Linked DNA regions of Mus musculus: all the other regions are linked to region 3. Evidence: chromatin contacts called from public HiChIP or PLAC-seq and promoter capture Hi-C data. All regions are on one chromosome and are shown on one strand. Each heading gives the region's core, a stretch centred on a gene start, on an enhancer-like site or on the middle of the called end of the contact. The rest is flanking DNA. Distances are from core to core; before and after follow the strand shown.

Evidence for each region. Promoter capture Hi-C pulls out the DNA fragments that hold promoters and counts their contacts. HiChIP or PLAC-seq counts read pairs in DNA pulled down with a chosen protein or histone mark. Capture Hi-C pulls out chosen DNA fragments and counts their contacts.
Region 1: an RNA polymerase II HiChIP or PLAC-seq map of embryonic stem cells shows a contact between it and region 3, with 7 read pairs. The contact joins the promoter of Porcn here to the promoter of Tfe3 in region 3. A contact is called at or near these places in 1 of 39 promoter capture datasets (cranial neural crest), 1 of 115 datasets of contacts at active chromatin or transcription factors (embryonic stem cells) and 1 of 9 other capture datasets (adipose tissue).
Region 2: a contact with region 3 is called in a promoter capture Hi-C map of stem cell-derived epiblast-like cells, with 4 times the contacts expected there. The contact joins the promoter of Clcn5 here to the promoter of Tfe3 in region 3. A contact is called at or near these places in 13 of 39 promoter capture datasets (the 3T3-L1 cell line, 3T3-L1-derived adipocytes, the C10 cell line and 8 more), 2 of 484 Hi-C or Micro-C datasets (CD4 T cells and cortical neurons), 6 of 115 datasets of contacts at active chromatin or transcription factors (T-cell acute lymphoblastic leukemia, embryonic midbrain, extraembryonic endoderm stem cells and 3 more) and 2 of 9 other capture datasets (adipose tissue and liver).
Region 4: a promoter capture Hi-C map of pre-B cells shows a contact between it and region 3. The contact joins the promoter of Ftsj1 here to the promoter of Tfe3 in region 3. A contact is called at or near these places in 9 of 39 promoter capture datasets (the 3T3-L1 cell line, 3T3-L1-derived adipocytes, the C10 cell line and 5 more), 1 of 115 datasets of contacts at active chromatin or transcription factors (memory CD8 T cells) and 2 of 9 other capture datasets (adipose tissue and liver).
Region 5: a contact with region 3 is called in a promoter capture Hi-C map of liver. The contact joins the promoter of Rbm3 here to the promoter of Tfe3 in region 3. A contact is called at or near these places in 12 of 39 promoter capture datasets (the 3T3-L1 cell line, the C10 cell line, the HPC-7 cell line and 8 more), 1 of 484 Hi-C or Micro-C datasets (muscle stem cells), 7 of 115 datasets of contacts at active chromatin or transcription factors (cardiomyocytes, effector CD8 T cells, embryonic stem cells and 2 more) and 2 of 9 other capture datasets (adipose tissue and liver).
Region 6: a promoter capture Hi-C map of erythroid cells shows a contact between it and region 3, with 2.2 times the contacts expected there. The contact joins the promoter of Tbc1d25 here to the promoter of Tfe3 in region 3. A contact is called at or near these places in 1 of 39 promoter capture datasets (erythroid cells), 2 of 115 datasets of contacts at active chromatin or transcription factors (embryonic stem cells and extraembryonic endoderm stem cells) and 2 of 9 other capture datasets (adipose tissue and liver).
Region 7: a contact with region 3 is called in a promoter capture Hi-C map of adipose tissue, with 2.1 times the contacts expected there. The contact joins the promoter of Usp27x here to the promoter of Tfe3 in region 3. A contact is called at or near these places in 5 of 39 promoter capture datasets (cranial neural crest, frontonasal cranial neural crest, hippocampal neurons and 1 more) and 3 of 9 other capture datasets (adipose tissue, embryonic stem cells and liver).

Annotation. Positions count from the first base shown.
Region 1 is chrX:8,204,849-8,208,101 of GRCm38.p6, reverse strand. Porcn (porcupine O-acyltransferase) reads left to right here and starts at 1,577. Exons shown (of 15, transcript NM_023638.4): 1 at 1,577-1,727; 2 at 2,369-2,537. The coding sequence starts at 2,402. It overlaps Gm33135 (a long non-coding RNA gene), which reads right to left and starts at 2,395. Exons shown (of 3, transcript XR_878043.1): 1 at 2,312-2,395.
Region 2 is chrX:7,317,453-7,320,614 of GRCm38.p6, reverse strand. Clcn5 (chloride channel, voltage-sensitive 5) reads left to right here and starts at 1,257. Exons shown (of 14, transcript NM_001243762.1): 1 at 1,257-1,509.
Region 3 is chrX:7,761,304-7,764,472 of GRCm38.p6, reverse strand. Tfe3 (transcription factor E3) reads right to left here and starts at 1,812. Exons shown (of 10, transcript NM_172472.3): 1 at 1,413-1,812. The coding sequence starts at 1,528.
Region 4 is chrX:8,250,957-8,254,195 of GRCm38.p6, reverse strand. Ftsj1 (FtsJ RNA methyltransferase homolog 1 (E. coli)) reads left to right here and starts at 1,790. Exons shown (of 13, transcript NM_001290430.1): 1 at 1,790-2,024; 2 at 3,159-3,239. The coding sequence starts at 3,196.
Region 5 is chrX:8,144,471-8,147,616 of GRCm38.p6, reverse strand. Rbm3 (RNA binding motif (RNP1, RRM) protein 3) reads left to right here and starts at 1,737. Exons shown (of 7, transcript NM_001166410.2): 1 at 1,737-1,979; 2 at 2,545-2,662; 3 at 2,938-3,044. The coding sequence starts at 2,560. Rbm3os (RNA binding motif protein 3, opposite strand) reads right to left here and starts at 2,190. Exons shown (of 3, transcript NR_033561.1): 1 at 1,886-2,190; 2 at 999-1,125; 3 at 1-61.
Region 6 is chrX:8,174,355-8,177,369 of GRCm38.p6, reverse strand. It overlaps Tbc1d25 (TBC1 domain family, member 25), which reads left to right and starts at 1,446. Exons shown (of 6, transcript NM_172478.4): 1 at 1,446-1,659. The coding sequence starts at 1,537.
Region 7 is chrX:7,374,311-7,377,391 of GRCm38.p6, reverse strand. Usp27x (ubiquitin specific peptidase 27, X chromosome) reads left to right here and starts at 1,562. Exons shown (of 1, transcript NM_019461.4): 1 at 1,562-3,081. The coding sequence starts at 2,531. It overlaps Gm14379 (predicted gene 14379), which reads right to left and starts at 1,467. Exons shown (of 2, transcript NR_026741.1): 1 at 1,109-1,467; 2 at 1-868.

The sequences.
Region 1 (3,253 bases), core at 328-2,827, 440 kb before region 3:
TAGCCCTGAAAAGCCTGAAACTCAATATGTGAACCAGGTTGGCCTCAAACTCACAGAGTTTGCCTCTGCCTTCTCAGTGATGAGACTAGAGGCAGGTGCAGCCATACCAGCTGTATTCTACTGTTATTTCGATTTCTTTTATGTATGAATACATAGCACAAGGGTACTTAGGAGTTACAGATAGTTGTGAGCCACCATGTAAGCTCTGGGAATCTAGGTCCTCTGCAAGAGTAGCAAGTACTCTTAAGCACTGAGACATCCAGCCTTGCATTACTTTAGAGGAAAGGACGTTGTATTTGTGCATAAATGTTAGCTGATGTAAATATTTATGTATGTATGCATATATACATACCCATGGTGTTAAATATTTTTTTTCATTTGTAAACGTGACTATTAATTTACTCCATTTGAATACATGTTAAAAAGCTCAGCGACTGAGCATTTACCTAGAAAGCACAAGGAGGCCATGGGTTGCATCTTCAGACAGCAGGGACAGAAACAGGCAGTTTCTCTTAACCAAGAATTGCTAATCCCGCCCTTTTGTTTAACAGAAAGGGACACCGCCCAGAGTGAATGGGCACAACTTCCTTAACTCCATACAGCCAAGCATTAATCTTATTAGAACCTGTTTTCCTTAGCTCCTGGGGTCAGAATGAGGTCAAGATTGACCTGGGTGTGTTTCTCCGTTCACATTCACATTTGGAGCTAAGCCCCCTTAATGCCCTATAAGTGCGCCTTAGGGGAAATGGGCTCTTCTTGGGAGTTGAAGGTTTCATCAGCCTAAGAATAGAATTGAATGCCCAAGACTGTATCTCAGGTTCAGTAGAGAATAGTGCTGCACAAACCCTTTTGTTGATACACAGAAACCAATACAGACAGATCTTTATCAGATCCTGGGATTTTTGTTTGTTTGTTTGGTTGGTTTTTTTTGGTTTTTTTCTTTTTTATTTCTTTTTTTGCGCGTGTTCTTAGCCTCCTTCTAGTTTCTTTACAGGGCCCATTCTATTGAGGAATTAAGCAAACAAATTCAGTTAATGATAAACCAAATGCCGACTACTAACCCTTAGGGGGTCGATAAGGCACTTAGTGAGTGTTCCTAGGTGACACAGTCATTACGGACAAAAGCTTCGATCTGTTCCCTGGGGCTAAAGAACACTTGGAAATTCCTTCAGATTCCTTAAGAGATAGAAAAGGAGAAACAATGGCTTTTTTTTCCAGCTGTGACAAGGGTCACGCCAGTATGAATGCAAGAGGGACTATTGGGGCGAGCATTTGGCAGAAAAGGGGCTAGCCCCCTCCCTCCCTATCTTTTCCATTCTGATTCTCAAGGTTTATAAAATAATCATTAGGAAGTGTTTTCTTGGAAGTTGGGAAATTCTTGCGCCCCGAACGTTCCTGAGCTGGAATGGCAAGTGGCCTGAAAAAGGTACCGGTGAACCTTCTGTGCGCCGACGTGCTCCAGCGCCCCGCGCCCCTCAATCCTGCTCCTCCTCCTCGCGATGCTCGGGCTCACTCCTCCTGGTCCCCGCCCCGCTCCCGCTTTCGGATTGGAGGAACTCAGCTGCTAGCCCGCCCCGGGATTTAAAGGGCCCGCTCGGCCGCGCCGCCCTGGGAGCCACTGCTGGTCCCGGCCTTGCGGCCTGCGGGGGAGGCTGCCAGGAGGAGGTGGCGACAGTGGCAGCGGTGCGCGTCCCCGGCCCCCAGGACCACGGCTTCCTTTCTGCCAGGTAGGTCTCCAGTAGTGTGCGCGCGGTTCCCACGTTCCCATCCTTAAGCTGGCCTGCGGGGCGCGGATCTATACCCCTTGTCCTGGGACCTAGTCCGCATCACCTATAGGACTCCCTCCCTGCTATGTTCCCTGCCGGCACTTCCACTTTCCTGCAGTCCCTCGACCAGGGCAAGGCTTTGTTGCCGGCTTTTTGCTGAGTAGGGTGAGATGAAGCTCGCGGAAGATACATCCATACAAGGAGAGATGCACACGGCCCCTAAGTGTCACAGACTCCCCCTTTCTGCACTCCACATTGAGTGACTACCTTGGAAACGAAGGAGCCCACTTCTTCCGCCCCATTTGATATATAGGTCTAGAATGCATATCATTTTTATCATCATTGAACAAGACTGTTAACAACATTCTAGATACACAAGGTCCTTCATTCCCTGCGGGTCACAGGGCATCCAGAACACCCGCTGATATCACAGTTGGTGGCTCAGCCCGATGTACCTGATATTCATATCCTCCCCCAAAGCCTTCCAATAGCACCCTGGGGGGTTGGCAGCCCCAAGCTGAAGTCCTGAGTGCTCAAATCCCAACCTTGATTGTGGACAGCACCACGGACATCTCACTCCCTCTGTGTCCTCCCTTTGGCAGCTCCATCTGTCCATCCATCTGTGTGGGTCCACAATGGCCACCTTCAGCCGCCAGGAATTTTTCCAGCAGCTACTGCAGGGCTGTCTCCTGCCTACTGTCCAACAGGGCCTTGACCAGATCTGGCTGCTTCTTACCATCTGCTTCGCCTGCCGCCTCCTTTGGAGGCTGGGTAAGTGCCTACCAAACTGTGTTCCACCACAACAGATTTTATCTTATCTGTGACATTCATGGATATCAAACTACACCTTACCCCACCACATCTTACCATGCAACGTCCTGCAATGCCAAAGCAGGTCCCTACAGGTCCAGCCCCATCATATCCCATTAAGCTAAGCCCCAATTCCACCACAACACATCCTTTACATACAGCCACCTCAAGCCACACCATGGCAAGCCACATCCTGTTAAACCAAGACATGACCTTCAGCATTCCTGCACTCTGAGACGGTGGGATCCGGAACTGTCTGTGTTCCAAGGTGTTCCAATCAGATCCTGGAATGCTGCTGTTACAAGTATCCTATCCCAAAGCGTCCTAGTTACTAGGTATGAAGAGTCTGCCAAGTTGACATTTTCACATGCTGGACTTCCAAAAATGTGACATTATGAATGTCTATAATCAGGACATTGTGAAATTTCTGGATTCTTTGATTCTATAATGTTCCTGCAGTTATAGCAAAGTCAATATCCAAATGGGAAAGTTCTGAAATCCCCAGGATTCCTCTAGGATACAGGCATTTGTGAAAATCAAACGTTCTCTAATCAACTCTTTCCTCTTCATCTTAAGTGGGTGCTTTCTTTCCCCCCCCCCCAGCTTTATTATTTTGGGACATGTCAAAGCTACTGAAAAGCTGAAACAATATTAATATACATTTACATATAAAAGCC
Region 2 (3,162 bases), core at 8-2,507, 440 kb after region 3:
TCGAATGGTCCCACACTCTTGCAAATATGGGCAGCACTAACTGGATTTATTGGGTTACTAACACAAGAAATTTGAAATTATGAGGGGAGGTGTTGGGGGAAATATGGATTTCTTGGGGAGAATTGGAGGGAGCAAATGGAAGCGTATAAGATTATAGTTTATTGTATACTTGTATAAACTTCTCAAAGAAAAAAAAAGTCTACGGGTGTGGCACAGGTCTACAATCCCAGCGCTTGGGAGGCAGAAGCAGCTGAGTATCTGTGATCCCAAGGCCAGTTTAGTTTACATGGTGAGTTTCAGGCATCCAAGGCTAAATAGTGAGTCCCTGTTGCAAGAAAAAAAAATACTATTTACTACAGTGGATTTTGAATTTGAATACTTGGCTTCTAGGTAGATTACTTGTGTTGATGATGTGGATTCCAATCTTAGTTCTTGCAATAAATTAATAGCTGCACTCCATTTGTATAACCTGTTCATTCCTCACAAGGATAGGATAGTTCTTCTAATTATTCGGAATGGCTTTGGAGACAGAGAGACCTCAGTTGGAATCTGAGCTTTATTTTGTGTTTTGTTTGTCTGTTTTTGAGACAGCATCCTGCCTTCAAACTTACAATATAGCCTAGGATGACCTCGCATCGATTCTCCTGCCTTCAACCTCAAAGAATCGGGATTAGAAGTATATGTCACCTTGAGTTTTCGCTTGACAATGATTAAATTGGCAATAATACCTATAAGTAACTGCAGTATAGATTTCCCTGTGTTGGATTAAATTGGCCCCTGCAAGCACTACTGTATTTGATCACTATTCTTATTGCTACTACAGTGTGAGATTGGAAAAGCTATGTAACCTTTCTGAGCCTCTGTATTTTTATGAGGGAAAACGGATAATGACACACTCTTCATGAGTTCTTGTGAGCATTAAATGAAACGAATAAAGTATATTAGCCAGAACAATGCCTGGCATAAGGGAGGCTTAAATTTGTGGTCTGATGTCCGCTGTGGGCAAGATACTCAGGATAAACAGTTTGTTCTAAAGACAAAAGCAAAACCAAGGTAGGCAATCTGCAAACAATGAAACCGAAGGGAGCATTGCTTTTTTTTTCCCCCAAATGCAACTGACACGCCCCGCATTTGGGTTGGATCCGCCCAGTCCTCATTAAATATGGCTGCAAGCCCGACTACCCTATTGCGGTTGCGCATGCCGAAGCTCCTCCCAGCTGCTGCTTCTCGGTGGCGCTTTCCCCCCTGGCCGGCCCGAGGTGCCTGGAGCGGGCCCTCCGTGGCGCGCATGCGCAGACGCCGTCTTGGCAGAGCTAATACTCCAAGGCGCCTGTCACATGAGCCTCGCTCCCGCTCCGCTCCCCCTCCTCCCGGCTGGGCTGTGTGAATGAAGCTCTGCCGGCTACGTGGGGCGCTAGCTCTACTCGCCGTGTGGAACGCCAGAGCCGACTGAGCGCGCTGCCCACCGCCGGTGGACACGGGCTCCGCCGCGCCGGACCTCGGTGACAGGTAAAGGCAAATGGGCTTCCCTTCCCCAACAGGTCCTTCCCGGCTCACCGGCCGCCGGCCCACCCGAGGAGCCCCCCGGTACGGCGAGCAGGGAAGAACGCTCGCCTGCCACCGCGGTCCCCGGAGCTGGCGTTCCCTCTGCCCGGCCGCCACTGAAGGAGGTGGTGGACAGCCTGGTTCCTGCCAGAGCGGGGCGGCATCTCCTCGGCAGCCCAGCCCTGTTCTGGGGAGCAGGGTCCCCAGGCTGCCGATCGAAGTTTCCTTGCCAAGCGGCGCCAAGCCCACCCAGCTTTGAAAGCGGGGAGCTTGGCTGCCCGCGTCGCTTCTCCAGAGGACAGGGCTGGGGCGGCGTTCGCTGGGAAAGCGCAGCCGAGGCCAGGTTCGGCTTGCTCCTGCTTTGGACCCGCCACAGGTTTCTAGGGCTTCTTAGCGAAGTGCAGTCCAGACGGTCTGGGCGAAGAAGTTGGTGTGCGTTTTCGCCCTTTGCCGCCCAATGCGCTTAAGCTGCTGCTTCCAGAGGTTGGAGCCCCGCGCTCCAGCTCCTTTCCAAGTAATGGAAAGAAAGCTTTAGCTTTAGCTTAACTTTGACGTGCTTTTTACCTTTATGAACGTTTCAGAACAAATCAGTTGACTGAAGTTGGACGGGTGGCCCTGTGATAACGTCAGTGGAAGCTGCGCCGAGTAAATGAGGGGAAAGCCAGAAGGTGAAGCATTAAAAACCAGTGAGACTCCCCTTTACACATACTTCATAAATGTATTAGTAATTTCCCGGGTTGAATTTCAGAGCTGTTAAATTTCCCCTTGTTCCACGACGTGCTGATCAGTAAGTACTTCTTAACAGTAAAATAGGAGGGGGATGGGGAGTCGACTTAAACTGAGCCATGTTCCAGGTAAACTCATTGGAGCACTTTTCCCTGGTGAATTCATCCTTAGAGTTTAAGCTCTCTTTTTCTTGGATTTCAGGAGCCTCTCCTCATCCAAAGCCCAGTCTTTGTTGGAGTTTTGAGGACTGGCGCACACACGAACCCTTTTTGTTCTTTAAAGAAAAAGAGGTCATTAAAGAGGGCCAACACTATTCTCCAACTAGTATTAGCCTTAAGCGTTTGGGCTTTAGCTTTCCCACTTCAGAGTTGCACACGTTGGTTATGTAAAAATCAATGGAAGTAGGAATTCACCTCAGGACAAAAAGGTGAGGGCCTTTCTGGAAAAAAATACAAATTAGCTTTTATGCCCAATGAGGGAAATAAATTATTAAAAAACTTGTTTAAATGTACTGGGTGCTTAATATATGAAACTTCCAAACCAAACTAAGACACCCCCTCCCAAACTGGTAATCACACCCGTTAATTTTTCCTTTGCTTTCTAACTCCTGTCATATAACTGGAAACTATTGTTTTGAGACTGAATTTAAAAATTCCAAATTGATCAATACCGTTGTGTGTGTGTGTGTGTGTATGTGTGTGTGTGTGTGTGTGTGTGTGTGCGCGCACGCATGCTCATGGGTGGGAGCTTAGCTTTATATAGTCACTTCTTTCTTCCCATCTTTACTGGAATTCTTGGGATTGAAGTCAGCCTTGAGCGCCAAGCTCTTTTTAACTGAGGAGCCTTCTCAACAGCTTTGGGTTTGAAAATGCATCTCTGGGAGTTAGCTAA
Region 3 (3,169 bases), core at 563-3,062:
TGAATATACATCCTTACTAGATGAGGATAGCTCCGTGGTACAGCTCTTGTCTAGCAAGTGCGAAGCCCTGGGTTCCACCCACCGCATCCCCAAATAATATGCACCCTTGAATTCAGTCAAGTTTAGAATCCACTAAGCTTGTGACTCCGCTCAGTACAAAGTCTTTCCCCTCCCCAGCGATGGTCTTCCTTCCTCTCCTTGCGCAGATGGGGCTCTAAAGCCACCCAGGAAGTCGGGAAGAGGAAGCTCCGAGAGTAGCTGAGTTCAGCACAATCCCAGGCAGAGAGGAGGCAGCCCCCCTCCCATACTCACACACACCACTGCACGTTAAGTTGAAAAAGGTGGGGGCTGGAGAGGGCAGGGCTATGGACAAGGAAGGCCTGGAGCTTCAAAGCAAGGCTGATGGAGGTGAGAGGAGCCGAAAAGGAGAGACTGAGGACCCACCCAGACGGGAATGGTGCAATCGGTACTCACTCCAGCTCTAGAGACTGATTCAAGATTACACCCGGGAACTGAGAGACCGGCTGGGAGGGCGAAATAAAAGGAAGAGGGGGTGTGTGGGTAGGGAGTGGGCAGGGCCGGCTTGGCTGCAAGGCTAGGGCGAGTGGCAACAGAAACAAGACCCTCCTCTGGGCTTCCATATAAGGCTCTAGGCCTCCCCCCAACCCCCCACGCCTAAAAAGTGAACTGTATCTTTCCAGTGTGCCCTGCCGCATCACATTTTATCACCCATTGGATAAGACAAGAGGGGTTTCCACTATCTCGGCCTTTCTGTACAGACGCCAGCTGAGCGGGGTAGCAACAGTGAACCGATTGGGCCCAGCAAGTTGCTTCGCTCAATTATTCACACACACTCCCGGCAGATCGGAGACCTCCCCCTAACTCCTTTAGACTCGTGCTATTCCCAAAAACACAGCACCGGCTACTGGGAATCACTAGGTGCCCCAAATAACACCTCTGCCTCCCTGAATTTTCCCCCCACACACACTAAAAGGGGGAGGGGGGAAACCCCAGGATTTCCTTAAAATCAGTGCCTCACCTGACAGTATGTATGCCCTCACATTCATCCCTCCGCGACCGAGTCAACAATCCCCAATTCAGCTTTTAATCAGTTTCCAAGTTCAACTACAGCAAACCAGTTTCTGTATACTCCACGATCTGCCCCGCTAGACCCAGCAAAGACACCCCCCCAAATATGACTCTGCCCTCCTCACGCACTCCCACTACTCCTGTAAGCGTCTATCCAAGCAGATCAGTACCAGATTTCTGAGGCGCCCACCCAAGATGGGCACTCCGACGTCCTTCAAGCCTAGGCCAAGAGTCTCCAACCCCAGTCGAGGACCCCCCGTGTCCTGAGATGAGTCCCCGGGGAACCTCAGTTGTCACTCCCGGCCCCAGAGGTGGCCCCGCACCTGAGCAGCTGGGCCGACTCAGCTGGCCTGCGCTCTTCCAATAGCAGGAACACGGCTCGAGGGCCCTCCGCGCTGGCCTCTACGGCGTCCCGAGCTGGCTCGGCTGCATGAGACATGACGCCCGGCTCCGGGCGAGCCCTGCCAGGCCGGTCGGGCCTTGGCCCGGTCCCCCTAACAAAATAAGAGTCCCCCTCCCCCTGTTTGCCGCTGCCTCCTCCGTTAAGCCATGGAGCTAGCACTGCGTGGGCGGGCGGCGTCGGGAAGATGGGATGGGCCGTGAGTCATCACCCGCCCTGAACGGACCGACACCCCCCAACCTAACCCCGAACGACCGCTCGCCTCCCTCTCGTCCTCTTCCCCCTCCTCCTTGGGCTGGGGAAACTCCACAGGAAGTGACCACACTGGGGATGGAAGTCTGGTTGGGCCATACCTCCTGAGCAAGGCAGCCAGTTGCAGCCGGGAGATTGGAGAGCCCGCCCTAAGCCACGACTTCGAGCGGTAGGGAACACCGGCTTCGGCCCGCCCTTCGGAAAAGGGCCTTTAGGCCACGCCCCGGGAGGCGGAAGCAAATAGGAGAGGAGTGATTTGGTTGAGCCACGCCTTCATTTTTACGTAGCTTCCTGAGCCACACCCCCTCCCTCAAATTATCCACACCATCCTCATGCCCCCCAGCCCCAATCCCCATCCCCAGCAAGATATTAAGCTGAGTCTTGGGTTTTCTGCACCTGCGTGGAAAGTCTCCATGCCAAGGTTTTTTTTTTTTTTTTTTTTTTTTTTTAGCGGAACCATGCCGGCTCTTAGCCCTGGATCTTCCCAGCCCGCACCCCAACTTCTTGGTACCCATGTCTTCTCAAGCCACTTTGAGTGAGGCACCGACATTCCTTAAAGGTGGTGCTGAAACCCTGCCCTTTTGGTACCCACAGTCCAGCCACGGAGCTGGTCTTCCAGAAAGAGCTCAGCCTTTTTTGTTGTTATCTAAAGTATTTGTTGTACTATGATCGTTGTACTACGCAATAGACGGTCAATGAAGCTTTTGACAGATGGATGAATGAGTGGACGGATGGTAATTAGATCTGGTTTCCAGAGAATGACTTCTATAATCAAAATGAACTATTTGAATAATGCAGAAGACCTGCTCCACTCTGCGCCTCCACGTTCCTGCCCTGGCAAATGGGGCCATAAACTGTGTTGGCAAAGTTATGAGGATAAGAGATATATAAATAAGGAAAAAGGCAGGCAAGCTGTTTTGCATACAAGAAATTTCCCAACCTTAATCGATTTGCTCACTTGTTTGCTTGATCAATCATTTAGGAGGAGCCTGTGTGCGGCAGATAAATGCAGGGTGACGCAGACACAGAAGTTCCACTGACACCAACAGGTACACGTAGTTCATAAAACACCAGAGCCCACCACTTCTCCCATCCTACTTCCCAGCATCCTGAGACCATCAGTTGGAGCAGGAGAAAATTTATGACAGCGGGTGTGGGAGTATGGTGGGACAACTCTGTCATCACAGGAGGAGGGACATGAACAGCAGAGAATTTGTTGGTCCAGATCATCCTTAGCTACACAGTGAGTTGCAGAATGGTCTGAGATACGAGTACTCCTGGAAGAAAAAGCAAGGATGCAGGCTGATGAGATGGCTCAGCGGGTAAGAGCACCCGACTGCTCTTCCGAAGGTCCTGAGTTCAAATCCCAGCAACCACATGGTGGCTTACAACCATCCGTAGTGAGATCTGACTCCCTCTTCTGGGGTG
Region 4 (3,239 bases), core at 541-3,040, 490 kb before region 3:
CTGTGAACTTAACGATTAAGTGGATAGGATTTTTATGCATAATAGATACTCAAAATGTATCACTTCCCAGTTATCTGACTATATCGCATTCATTTCCTATGTTCTTGAAGCCATTTCTCTTTTTGTATGGTCGAATTAATACATAATGATGTCCTGCTGCACCTGTGTTTAGACTACACATGGGTGACTTAAAATCTGACCAGATGATAGATAATATGTAAACCATGGAAACTAACAAATGCTACAAACAGGCCCAATCCCCTACCCTGCCAGAAGCCAGTTAACCATTTACCAGCGCATTGCTGAGAGCACTAGAATAGTGCCTAATACACAGTAAATACTTTCAATTATTGTGTTTCATGCACTAGGTCATGACATGAGCACACACACAAGAACACATACATAGGGGCTGGAGAGATGGCTCAGTGGTTGTTGGGATTTGAATTCAGCACTTCAGAAAATGAATTTTTAAAGAACATATACATATTCATACATGCATATATGCTTTAAACTTTTATTCGCCGGGCAGTGGTGGTGCACGCCTTTAATCCCAGCACTTGGGAGGCAAAGACAGGCAGATCTCTGAGTTCGAAGCCAGCCTGATCTACAGAGTGAGTTCCAGGACAGCCAGGGCTATACAGAGAAACCCTGTCTCGAAAAAACAAAAAACAAAAAACAAAAAGAAAGAAAGAAAGGAAGGAAGGAAGGAAGGAAGGAAGGAAGGAAGGAAGGAAGAAAGGAAGAAAGGAAGAAAGGAAGAAAGGAAGAAAGGAAGAAAGAAAGAAAGAAAGAAAGAAAGAAAGAAAGAAAGAAAGAAAGAGAGAGAAGGAAGGAAAAAGGAAAAACAAAAAATACAAAACTTTTATTCATTCATACATGTATTTATTCATTCGTTCGTTCGTCCGTTTATTTATTTATTTATTTATTTATTTATTTATTTATTTGGGGGAGGGGGCGCGTGACAAGTGCGCATGTTGGGGATCAAAGGACAACTTGCAGGAATCAGTCTTCTTCCATCCATGACCTTGTGTATGGGGAATCGAACTTGGGTGGTCAGATTTGGCGGCAAGAGCCTCTACTCAGTGCGTCTCGCAAATCCGTAGACATGCTTTTCAGTGGTGCGGGTGGAGGCGGTGAGGGCAGTGGTGGTGGTTAAAATGTATTAAAAAGTATTTGGAAAATATACAATTAGAAAAGGATGTGCATCCGATTAACACCGTGAATTCTAGATAGGTGATTATCCCTTCTTTTCAGATGAGGAAACTAAAGTTCTAAGGTGGCAAAATTGAAAGCACTTCAGTCAACCGGTAGAAGTAGGATTCAAAATTGCAAATCGTATGCGGTAGCTTCCCGGTAGTAAAATTCAAAATTGCTCGCCGTAGCCTCCAGGTTAGCTTGCTTTCGCAACAGACTTTTCACTTCGCGTGGTCACGCTCCACCCCCTTTGCGTAATTTCCTTTCCCTCCAGACTTAAAGAAAAATGGGCGTGGTCGTGCCCGCTGAATTTTGGGAAATGTAGTACATAGGTTAAATAACCGTCCCGATGTAAAAGGGAAAAGGCGGCCAAGTAAGTTATCTTGTCTGAGTGAGCGGGCGATGGGGGAGGGGTGGAAGTTTCCCACGTCAAGGTCTCTCCGTGTAGCCAGACTAGCCGAGAACTCAGGATCTTGCTCCGGATCGCAGCTATAGGACCCTGGCCTTGAAACAAAGAACAAAGAGCCGGTTCACAAGCCTTGCAAAACTATTGGCCAGACGATGTCAGTTGCATTCTGGGAACTGAAGTTCCTGTGACCGGGATATGTCGACACAAGATGACGAGACTAACGTCATACGTTGTGCTCCGGTCTGGATCTCCGTGGAACTGAACTGTTTTACAAAGCAAACTTTACCGCGTGGCGACAACCTCTAGGCGTGTACGACAGGCCTTCGGGTCCACTCCGAACACCAACTGGAGTCTGTAATTTTCAGTTTGCAAACTGTTCTCGAGGCTGGTGAACAGCCACGCTCTGTATCCAAGAGCTGAGGTAGGTCCTAGGGCACTGATGACTTGAAAGGGACCGAGACTGGAGGCATGCCTGCCCTGTCTCCAACTCGGGATGAGGGGATTCACTCTCGGTACTGCAGCTGCATAGTTCAGTCAAGCCCCGAGAAGCTTGCCTAGAGCAGGGAACTAGATTGTTAGGTGAACTCGAACGGGGTGCAGCATAGAGCTACACAACTGATCTGCTATCTGCTGGGCCGACTTGAAGGGTATTTGGCGGTTCTGATGGGCTGATGGTCTTTGAGGCTCTGCAGATGGTCTTAGGGATGTTACTAAAAGATGGGTCTTGAAGGTATTACACTCGTGGTGCTGTGTCTGCTGGAAAATTAATGAAGGCTAATAATAAAAGTGGTGGCTATTTGGCAGTTTACATAGTAATCGTATTGGTGAGGTTCTGGAGAGAATAACAGGTGCGTAGGCAGAGTGCTAAACTAATGGGGTCAGTGACGAAAGACAAAATAGAAGCTATATGAGTGACAGAGGTAATCTTTGTATTGATGCAAAGGATCCCAAAGGCCACTCGTGTGATCTTTGAGAGGTTGGTTGGAGGGCTGAGTTAATGGAGCTGGTAAATTGGTGTAATGGAGCCCTAACAGGTCATGGTCCTCCAGGCATTAGTGGGGATTAAGGTGGTAGTAACTAATGACTGGAAGCTTAATCTATGATGGAATTGGTGGACTGCAGAGTGGAGAGAGAGAGAGAGAGATTAGGCTATGGGAGATGGAATGAGGTTGTGTCGGGTAATAGGTGTGAAAAGCAAGGACTTAATGGAGGGAGTAGTAGGGTTCTGTGACTCTAAAGATAATGGAAATAACTAGAGACGGTCAGGTGTTGATAGAGATGAAATGGGCAGAGAAAATGGTTGCGAGAGAGATTACTTGTGTAGTGTGTCCGTGACAGTAGTTGGAAGAGAGCAGAGTCAGTAGTGGGTCCTCTGTCAGTTAACTGTGGAGTCTGTGATGTCCCTCAGAGATGGGGACCTAAATGTGATCAGAAAAAGGGCCTGAGAGTTCATGATAAGGTCCTGGGCTTCGGGTTCCATGTGTTGAATGAGCTGACTGTCGTGTGGGACCCATGAACTCAGTTAGCTGTACTTTGTTTTCTTTGACCTGCGCAGGACAGCATCAGCACACACTGTCTGCCAGCAGACTGAGATGGGACGGACATCTAAGGATAAACGGGATGTCTACTACCGCCT
Region 5 (3,146 bases), core at 488-2,987, 380 kb before region 3:
TTTAGTCCCCTCTTTAGGACTGCTCTTGATAAACCAGCAAACATGTCACAGAAAGCTCAGCCTGCATGAGAGAACAGAAAACCAAAGTGCCTTTCAGCGACCCAGTCACGACACACTCTGACTTGTGCTTCAATTATTTTGCACATTATAATTGCTCCCCTAAGTCCAGTCCATACTCAAGGGGCAAGAGAACTAGGCTCCAATTCTTTTGTCTGGCGTTTTTCTTGGGAGTTTGGCAGATGGGTGTAACTAATTAGGTAGCCCAGGCTGGCCTTAAATGCAAGAACCTACTGCTCCAGGCTCCCCAAGTGCTAGGATTTCTGGTCTAAGTTATCATACCCAACTAAAGTGCCAGATCTTAATGGGAACAGTATCAGTGTGCACATACCTTAAACCCTCACGTAATATGACGTTATTCTCAACTCTACATTAAATGCAATTTCAAAAATCATCCAATTTTTGTTTGCTTATTTGAATACGGGGTCTCACCATAGGCTAGCTAAAGTTAGCCTGGAACTTGTTAAAGCTCCAATTCACAACCCTGCCTCAGTTTTCTGATAGATGGTGATGAGGCATCTGGTTCAATGGCACAGTAAAAGCAGACACAGCTCTCTCTCTTTGTTGGGATATAAGCCAAGGGACTTGCACATACTAGGAAGGCACTCTGCCACTGAGCTGAACCCTATAGAAGGACTGAGGACCTTAAACTAAAAGCAAAAGTATACAGCTAACGTAATAAGCTGCAGAAGAGTATCTTTGGGACCTGGGCAGGGAGGATTTCTTTAAAAGTACAGACACGCTGGTTGTGGTGATGATCCCAGCACTGAAGAGGCTGAGGCAAAAGTTTTATGAGTTCCAGGGTGACCTGAGCATACAGTGAGGGACAGACCACAGGGTGAGAAATATTAGAACAACAAAAAGTATTCAACTAAAGATAACTACTTACAAATTTAATAAAAATCCATGAAAATCACTGAGAAATGTGGGAATAAGCTTACCAGGAATTACAGATGAATGGCATCCAAAGGGTAGCAAATCGATTTGTGGTGGGGTTGGTGGAGGAGTGGGAGGCAGGCCTTTACAATGTTGAACAAATTTATTCTAGGAGTCAACAATGTAGAGTTCCTGGAGGCAAACAAGTTATTAGGCACTGAAGGCTGGGAAAGATCACATCGTCAGGCAGTGGACTTAGACACTACTTGCTATGGATTTCATTATGTACTGCAAAAGTTCATCCTTTCGATCAAGACCCAGTATCCCGAATAGAGAGTAAAATTCGTTTAGTGGATTGAGATTTGCATCCTTTGAAGCTAGGCTACCTGGCTTGCTGAACGCATTATCAGGCGTAAAGAGACTGTCAGATAAGGATGCAAACTTAAGTCAGAGGATGACACCAAGGGAAGGAGTCCGCTAACACACAGCTATATGTTAGGAGGAGGGGCTAAGCATTCGGAAATGTAAGGTTTGACAGGAAGAACTCTGAAGGCCTCGGGGCCTTAAGGGATATGCAGTTAAAGGTCTAAAAAGAAAAGATTGGTTTCTGAGGACGGCAGTTCGCTGGCACCGACCTACTGTCAGTTAGGACTTCCTATGGAAAGGGAGAGATGACGTCAAAAACACTGAAAATGACGTCAGGGAGGAAAAGGCTCTATGGATCCAACCGTTTGAGATGGAAAGGGGGCCAGTCTCTCGGGCAGAAAGGAGATGCTTATAGGAGAACGCACTGAACTCATAAAGCTCCTCTCGATTCCCGGAAGCGGCGAGGCAAATTGCTGCCTCCGCCTTCCTCGTCCTCTTCCCAACCCCCCCCCCCCGCTGGCCTCAACCAATGAGCACGCACGCCAGGGCGCGCTGGGGGACGTTGTGTGACGTCTCGGCTACGCACGCTTTATCAGGCGTCTTCCCGCGCCGCAGTCTCTCTGTTCTCCCGGTTCCTTCGAGCTCGTCGTCTCTGCCGTCCTCTGACTTTTAATTTCCAGGTAAGCGCCTTCGCCTTGCTCAGCGCTCGTTCCCCACCTCACTTCCTTGCCCTCTATGGGCGAGGGACGAGGGCAGGAAGAGTTGTGGCCGCTGATATGTGGGCTTGAGCTTTGAGGAGGGTTAGTCCCAGGCTCGAAGGCAAAAATGTATTCATTGTGAGGCGGGCGTGCTGCATCGGAACGGGAGAAATGCCGGAAGGCACGGGCTCGGGCGGCGGCGGGGACCACGCGCCAACCTGTACCGGCTGTCCCTTCCCACGTGACCGCCGCCATCTTGTTCTGCGGGGAAAGAGGAAATGCAATGCTGCTGTAGGCCTGCGCGACCGTACAAAATGACGGGCGTGGCAGCCTGGGATGTTGTGGGCATGCGCGATAGGAGTCATCAAATGGCGGATGGGCTCACCCAGCCTTGCTGGTTCCCGCCTTTTCTGCTCCCGAGCCTCTTGCCATTTGAATTGTCTCTTTTAACCCATTTTCTGTCTTCGCTGTAATTCTCTGTATCCGGATATTGTACACCTCACTACCTGCCACATTGACTCCCCAATAATTCGTGCACTCCCTTTAGGACTTGCCTTCTGCCATGTCGTCTGAAGAAGGGAAACTCTTCGTAGGAGGGCTCAACTTCAACACCGATGAACAGGCACTTGAAGACCACTTCAGCAGCTTTGGGCCTATCTCTGAGGGTGAGCCATGGACCAGCCCCGGGGTTGAGGGTTGGTGGAGAAGAGCTAGTCTAGAACTAAAACCTGAAATTCTCTTTAACTTCCATGTCTGTACGGTAACGGTTAGGCTGAAATAAATTCAGTTGGATACAGGATTTTTTTTTTTTTAAACAGGAGCGGGGGGGTTGGCGGGGTCCTAATTCTCCCAAGTGCTATTTGATCTGTGGCTGTGCCTGGCTATTACTTTCTACTTAGATGTTAGGGTTCTAACATTTGTCTTTCTGCCCCTCCCCCAGTGGTTGTTGTCAAGGACCGGGAGACTCAAAGATCCCGGGGTTTTGGCTTCATCACCTTCACAAACCCAGAGCATGCCTCAGATGCGATGAGAGCTATGAATGGAGAGGTGAGGCCTCCTGCCTGCACAGGGGCCGTCTCCCTGTCTGCCACTTTCTTCGTTCTTTCTGTTTTCCCTCTATGTCTGCCAGGGGCAGCGTGGCCACTCACA
Region 6 (3,015 bases), core at 197-2,696, 410 kb before region 3:
ATTTTTAATCTTAGCAGTCTGGAGGAAGAGAGTTCCAGGCCAGCTTAGTCTACATGGAGAGTCTCAGGTCAGCCAGAACTTCATAGTGAAAACCTATCTCATTTTTTTCTCAAAGAGCTTAAGACACTGGGCTGGGGTGGCCACACACCTTTAATCCCCACACTCAGGAGACAGAGACAGTAGGATATCTGTGAGTTTGAAGCCAACTTGGTCTTCAGAGTTCCAGGACAGCCAGTGCTACATAGAGAAACCCTGTCTTGAAAAAACAAACAAATAAGCAAATAAATAAACAAAAAGCATAAGATGTGTTCAACGATCTAACTCATATTTAACAAACACATATTTTTATTGTGACTGAAGTGCTGTGGACCTCCTGTATACTAGACATATGCTCTATCAATGAGATAAACCAGATAGAGCTTATAACAGGGCTGACCTCAACAAACTGTAATGATTAAGTAAAACAAAGACAATGTAGGGTCGGGCAGTGGTGGCACACGCCTTTAGTCCCAGCACTTGGGAGGCAGAGGCAGGTGGATTTCTGAGTTCGAGGCCAGCCTGGTCTACAGAGTGAGTTCCAGGACAGCCAGGGCTATACAGAGAAACCCTGTCTCGAAAAAACAAAACAAAACAAAACAAAACAAAGACAATGTAGGTCCAGCACTTTTGAGACAGAGTCTGAAGGTTAGCCTGAACTATATGAAAATGTCACAAAAAATAACAACAACAAAAAAACCTGGAAAAAAAGTTTAGGAAAGAAGTAGGACCTTCAGAAAGCATACAATGTTTGTTTTTTGGTAAATTACTTAAGGAAGTATAAACAAGGATTTAGACGTGTGTAAAACTTTATCCTTGAATATAAGTGTAAATTAAGAGATTGGGAGGTGGGCATGGAGAAGGTGGCACACACCTGGAAGTTCTTGGAAGTCTGAGGTTAAAAAAAAAACTGAAGTTCAAATTATCTCTGGGAAATTAGTGAGATTCTGTTTAGAAAGAAAGGAAGAAAGGAAGAAAGGAAAAAAACTAAACAAAAAAATCTTTAGAGTACTATTTTCCCCCTTCAGGATATTAATTCGAAGGGAAGTATTTGAAACCGATGACATCATCTGTCACCAAAGGCACGTGGCAATTCAAAGCCGGTTCTGGAACGTTTATGTCAGCACGCTGTGGCCTCCTTGCCTCCCTCTTGTCTCTCTCAAGCTCGTCCGTTTAACGCGGCGGTTCATGAATCCGGAAGTAAACTGCCAAAACAACGGCGCCACGGACCGGGCCAGGCAGGACCTGGACAGGCACTTACACACAGGCAGTAAAAAGTAAAATTCTCCACTCTGGGAGGCGGGGTTCCAGGCAAGAGCACTCTAGGCGCATGCTCAGATGCGACCTCCAGCCCAAGCCAGGTGGGAGGGGCAGGGTCCTACAGCACCTCTGCGCCTGCGCTCTGGTGCAAGGTGGGGCCGCGGGCGCCCGCACTGTTGGGTGTACGTTAGGGTACGGGTAACTATCGGTTATCACCTGGACAGAGACGACAGCGGCGGGATGGCAACCACCTCCGCGGCCTCGGACTCGGCGTGCTCGGCAGCGCCCCCGCCCGTCGGAGGTGCCCAGGCGGCCGCGGCGGTTGAGGAGGAGGAGCGTGAGGTGGTACGGGTCCGAGTCAAGGTGAGGCTAGCCTGCTTGGGCGCCCAGTGGACGAAAAGACCGTAACTGTCCTAGGATAGAGCATCAGACCTGAAATTTGGGGCGTGACTTGGAGACTGGGGGCGAGGCTGGAGAGCGGAATTGATAGAATGAAGGCGTGGGTTTTGGGGACTTGTCGTTGGGTGTGGAACTGTAGAGGAGACAGGGCCAATGGAGTGGATGGGTGGAGCCTACGGGTAGAGAGGTGGGTTGTAGGGTTACCGGAGGGGCCTCTGGAGTCCAGAGGAAGGAAGGAGGTGCTGTCGCTGTCAGAAGGGATAGTCCTAAAGTCAGTCAACAAATAGCTATTGAGAGTTCACTTTTGTCCATGTCCCACCCCTGAGCCCACGTGCTTGTGGGAGGGGGACAAAAACAATTAAATGAGATATTTTGAACATTGGTGAATATCAGGAGAAAGTGATAGGAAAGGTTAGGATCTCTAGGGAGTTACTTTACCCAAAGCTGTATAGGAAAATCCCCTAAAGAGGACTCAAGTCACAGAGACCTGGATAATAATAATAATAACAAAATGTTAGCATATGCATTTAGGATGGGAGAAGAGTTCTAGGTAGAGGGAACACCTAGATGAGTGTGGTATGTTCCTGTAGGTTCCCATATTGTTGGAGAAGGAAGCCTGGGGGCAAAAGTAATAGACAATCAGGAGGGAGAAGGGCACATAGGACAGCTTGTGACATATAACACACTCTGAGGAAGGAACCCGTTGTGATACCTGCAAGCAGTGACCGGTGGCTCAGACTGGAGTGCCAGAGATCACTTTTGGGGTGTTAGCGCTCTAAGGCAAAGGTTTTAGTAAGCCAGATGAAGTGGGAAGGATGTTCACTCTGAGAGAGGTCAGCACACAGAAGTCTGGAAAGCATGTACTCAAAGGAACTCTCAACAGTTTGATACCAGTAGAGCCATAAATACATCTCAGAGTGGAGGGAGGGCTAGCTCCAGCACCTAGGTTTGCTGTTGAAGAAGGATCTGAGCAACAAACAGTGTTACAGGGAGATTTGCACTATGGGGGGTGGGGGGGAGTCACTGATTTGATTGTGTCAAGCTGGACATGGTGATTCTGGCAACCATATTTAAGGGACTCTGGAAGGACTGGACACCTGGACTACTGCATTAGCCTTCGTTCCTGCCAGTCTGCTTTGGCAGAGCAAACATGGACCCTGTAAATTCAAAGGACATATCATCTTTTCTCTGCGCAGAGACTTCCTGTGACTTCCCCTCGCCCAGAACAAAAACCAAGAACATCTCACCTAAAACCTGGTCCCTCCCCTGTCTTCGACTCCTGCCTTCTGCCACTCTTTACCTTACCCACCCTTTCCACAC
Region 7 (3,081 bases), core at 313-2,812, 390 kb after region 3:
TCTTTGCTTCCTCTATGAAGCATGACTCAGGTGGAGGCTGATTTCCAATGCTGACCAGGGATGCTTTGTAGACAGCAGAGCCCCCTAGAGTAGGACCATCCATGTGCACCAGGTACAGCCGGCTGTCACACTGAGGCACTGGACTCTTCTTAGCTCACTCTCTCCCCACGTGCTGATCCCTGCCTTTGGCTGCACCCTCCAGAAGCAGCAGTTGCAGCTGCTTCTGACATCCCCACTCTGCCCAAGACCTGAGCTGTTTGTTCTGGACTCATTCTTCCTGGGCTCTATGATGCTGCTTTTCATACAGCAGGCCCCCAGACTCTCTCCTCACTGGCAGCTCCAAAGATACCCGCTTTATTCCTACGTGCTGCCCACCCAAGACTCTGCTAAATCTTATGGGTCTCAGACTTTGTAGTTTGGGTTCCTTGCAGCGTAAGGGAGGTGCAACCTGTAGGAACAGCCTTGCAGTGTCTGGTTTCCCCTGCTGGCCTTGGAGTGACTGTTTCTGCCCACAGGCTGCTCAGTATCTGGAGTGCTGTATCTGGAGGCCAGCTGTCAACCAGTCATCCCACCCAGGGCCTTTGGAGCCTGAGTGGGAGGCAAGGAGCCAGCACAGGATGGGCTGATAAGTTTCTCAAAGAGACATGTCCCTTCAGGTGGAGCGGCCTTGGGAGCACTGTTGTCCCTCTAGATCTGGGGTTCAGGCTGGTCCCCAGTAAAGTTTGAGCTTCATCGTTTCTGGGAGAGCAGGAGTTGGACCTAGAGGGGGAGACTGAGACATGTTGGGGGTACGTTCAGCTGCTGGAGGCAGGTTCAGCCGCTGGAATGATGGATGTCGGAGCTCCCGCCTTTATTCTCAAGTACCAGACTGTGAAGGGATATTTTATGGCCTCAGAAACGTTTCTAGACAAGACAACCCTTCGGGCCCCCCGCCCCACAGGCTAGGGGAAGCTGCACCCTTGAGGGCAGTACTAGAGGGGAGGAGACCGCCTAGGGGGTCAGAGCAGCGATTGGAGCGGAGAGCTGGAAGCGCCTTAAAGAGACTGCGCGGTCCCCGCCCCACTTCCCGCCAGCCTCAATGAATTAGAGCTGTGTTTCCCAAACTTGCCTGATCACTAGCAGTTTCTCCGGCCCTAGTTAGAGATCCAGGTTCCGGAGTACCTCCCTTCAAGAGTCTGATTCAGTAGGCCTGCGGGTGGAGCCGAGGAATCTGTAATTTTAACACGCTCCCCCACGTGATTGTCGTGAACCAGCAAGTTTGGGAAATATTGAATTAAAGGAAACGGGGCCTGGCTGCAGAAGCGGCCTCCGCTAGGGGGCTTCGGCGGGAGCATTCCCGGGGGCGTCGCCTGCTTCCGCTGCCGCCTCCTTCAGTGAAAGTCCCTTTTGGGTCCAGCTGCCACAACCACCGCGCTCCCTCAGTCCGGACGGGGACACCCCAGGTCTGCGTGGCCCCCGCGCCACCACGCCCAGTGGCCGCCCGAGCCCCACGAGCAGGGGGAGGAGTCGCAGCCAGTGGAGGCGGAGGAGGCTGGAGGAGGCGGAGACGGCGGAGACGGGAGAGAAGGCATAGAGGAAGGTGGAGGCGGAGAAGGTGGAGGGGAAGGTGGAGGCGGCCGGGAAGGTGGACGCCACCGGGAAGGTGGAGACAGCAGGGAAGGTGGACGCCACCGGGAAGGTGGAGATCGCGGAGGGTCCGGGCCGCGGGGCTGAGCTCAAGCTGGAGCTGGAGCAGGAGCCCGAGCCGGAGCCCGAGCCGGAGCCCGAGCGGGAGCCCGAGCGGGAGCCCGAGCCGGAGCCGGAGCGGGAGCCCGAGCCGGAGCCCCAGCCAGAGCCCGAGCCGGAGCCCGAGCCCGAGCCCCAGCCGGAGCCGGAACCCGAACAGAAGCCGGAGCCCGAGCCGGAGCCCGAACCCGAGCCCTTACAGGAGCCTGAGCCTGAGCCTGAGCCTGAGCCTGAGCCTGAGCCTGAGAGGCAGCCCGAGAAGGAGCCGAAGGATGAGAACCCAGCGCAGAGCGGTGTTGGCGGCAGCGGCGACGAGGTTCCTCCCCCCACCCTTCCCTCCGACCCTCCGCGGCCCCCTGATCCCTCTCCGCGTCGCAGTCGTGCCCCGCGCCGCCGACCCCGGCCCCGGCCCCAGACTAGGCTTCGTACCCCGCCGCAGCCTAGGCCACGGCCCCCACCCCGGCCCCGGCCCCGGCGTGGTCCTGGGGGCGGATGCCTGGATGTGGATTTTGCTGTGGGGCCACCAGGTTGTTCCCACGTGAACAGCTTTAAGGTGGGAGAGAACTGGAGGCAGGAATTGCGGGTTATCTACCAGTGCTTCGTGTGGTGTGGAACCCCAGAGACCAGGAAAAGCAAGGCAAAGTCGTGCGTCTGCCATGTGTGTGGCACCCATTTAAACAGACTCCACTCTTGCCTTTCCTGCGTCTTCTTTGGCTGCTTCACAGAGAAACACATCCACGAGCACGCTGAGACAAAACAGCACAACTTAGCGGTAGATCTTTATTATGGAGGCATATACTGCTTCATGTGTAAAGACTATGTGTATGACATAGACATTGAGCAAATTGCCAAAGAAGAGCAAGGAGAAGCCTTGAAATTACAAGCGTCCACCTCGACAGAGGTTTCTCAGCAACAGTGTTCAGTGCCGGGACTTGGGGAGAAATATCCCACCTGGGAAACGACCAAACCTGAACTAGAACTTCTGGGGCACAACCCACGGAGAAGAAGGATCGCCTCCAGCTTTACCATCGGCTTACGAGGACTAATTAATCTTGGCAACACGTGTTTTATGAACTGCATTGTCCAGGCCTTGACCCACACTCCAATACTGAGAGATTTCTTTCTCTCTGACAGGCACCGGTGTGAAATGCCCAGCCCTGAGTTGTGTCTGGTCTGTGAGATGTCGTCGCTCTTTCGGGAGCTGTATTCTGGAAACCCATCTCCTCATGTGCCCTATAAGTTACTGCACCTGGTGTGGATACACGCTCGTCATCTAGCAGGGTACAGGCAGCAGGATGCCCACGAGTTCCTCATCGCTGCGCTAGATGTCCTGCATAGGCACTGCAAAGGTGACGA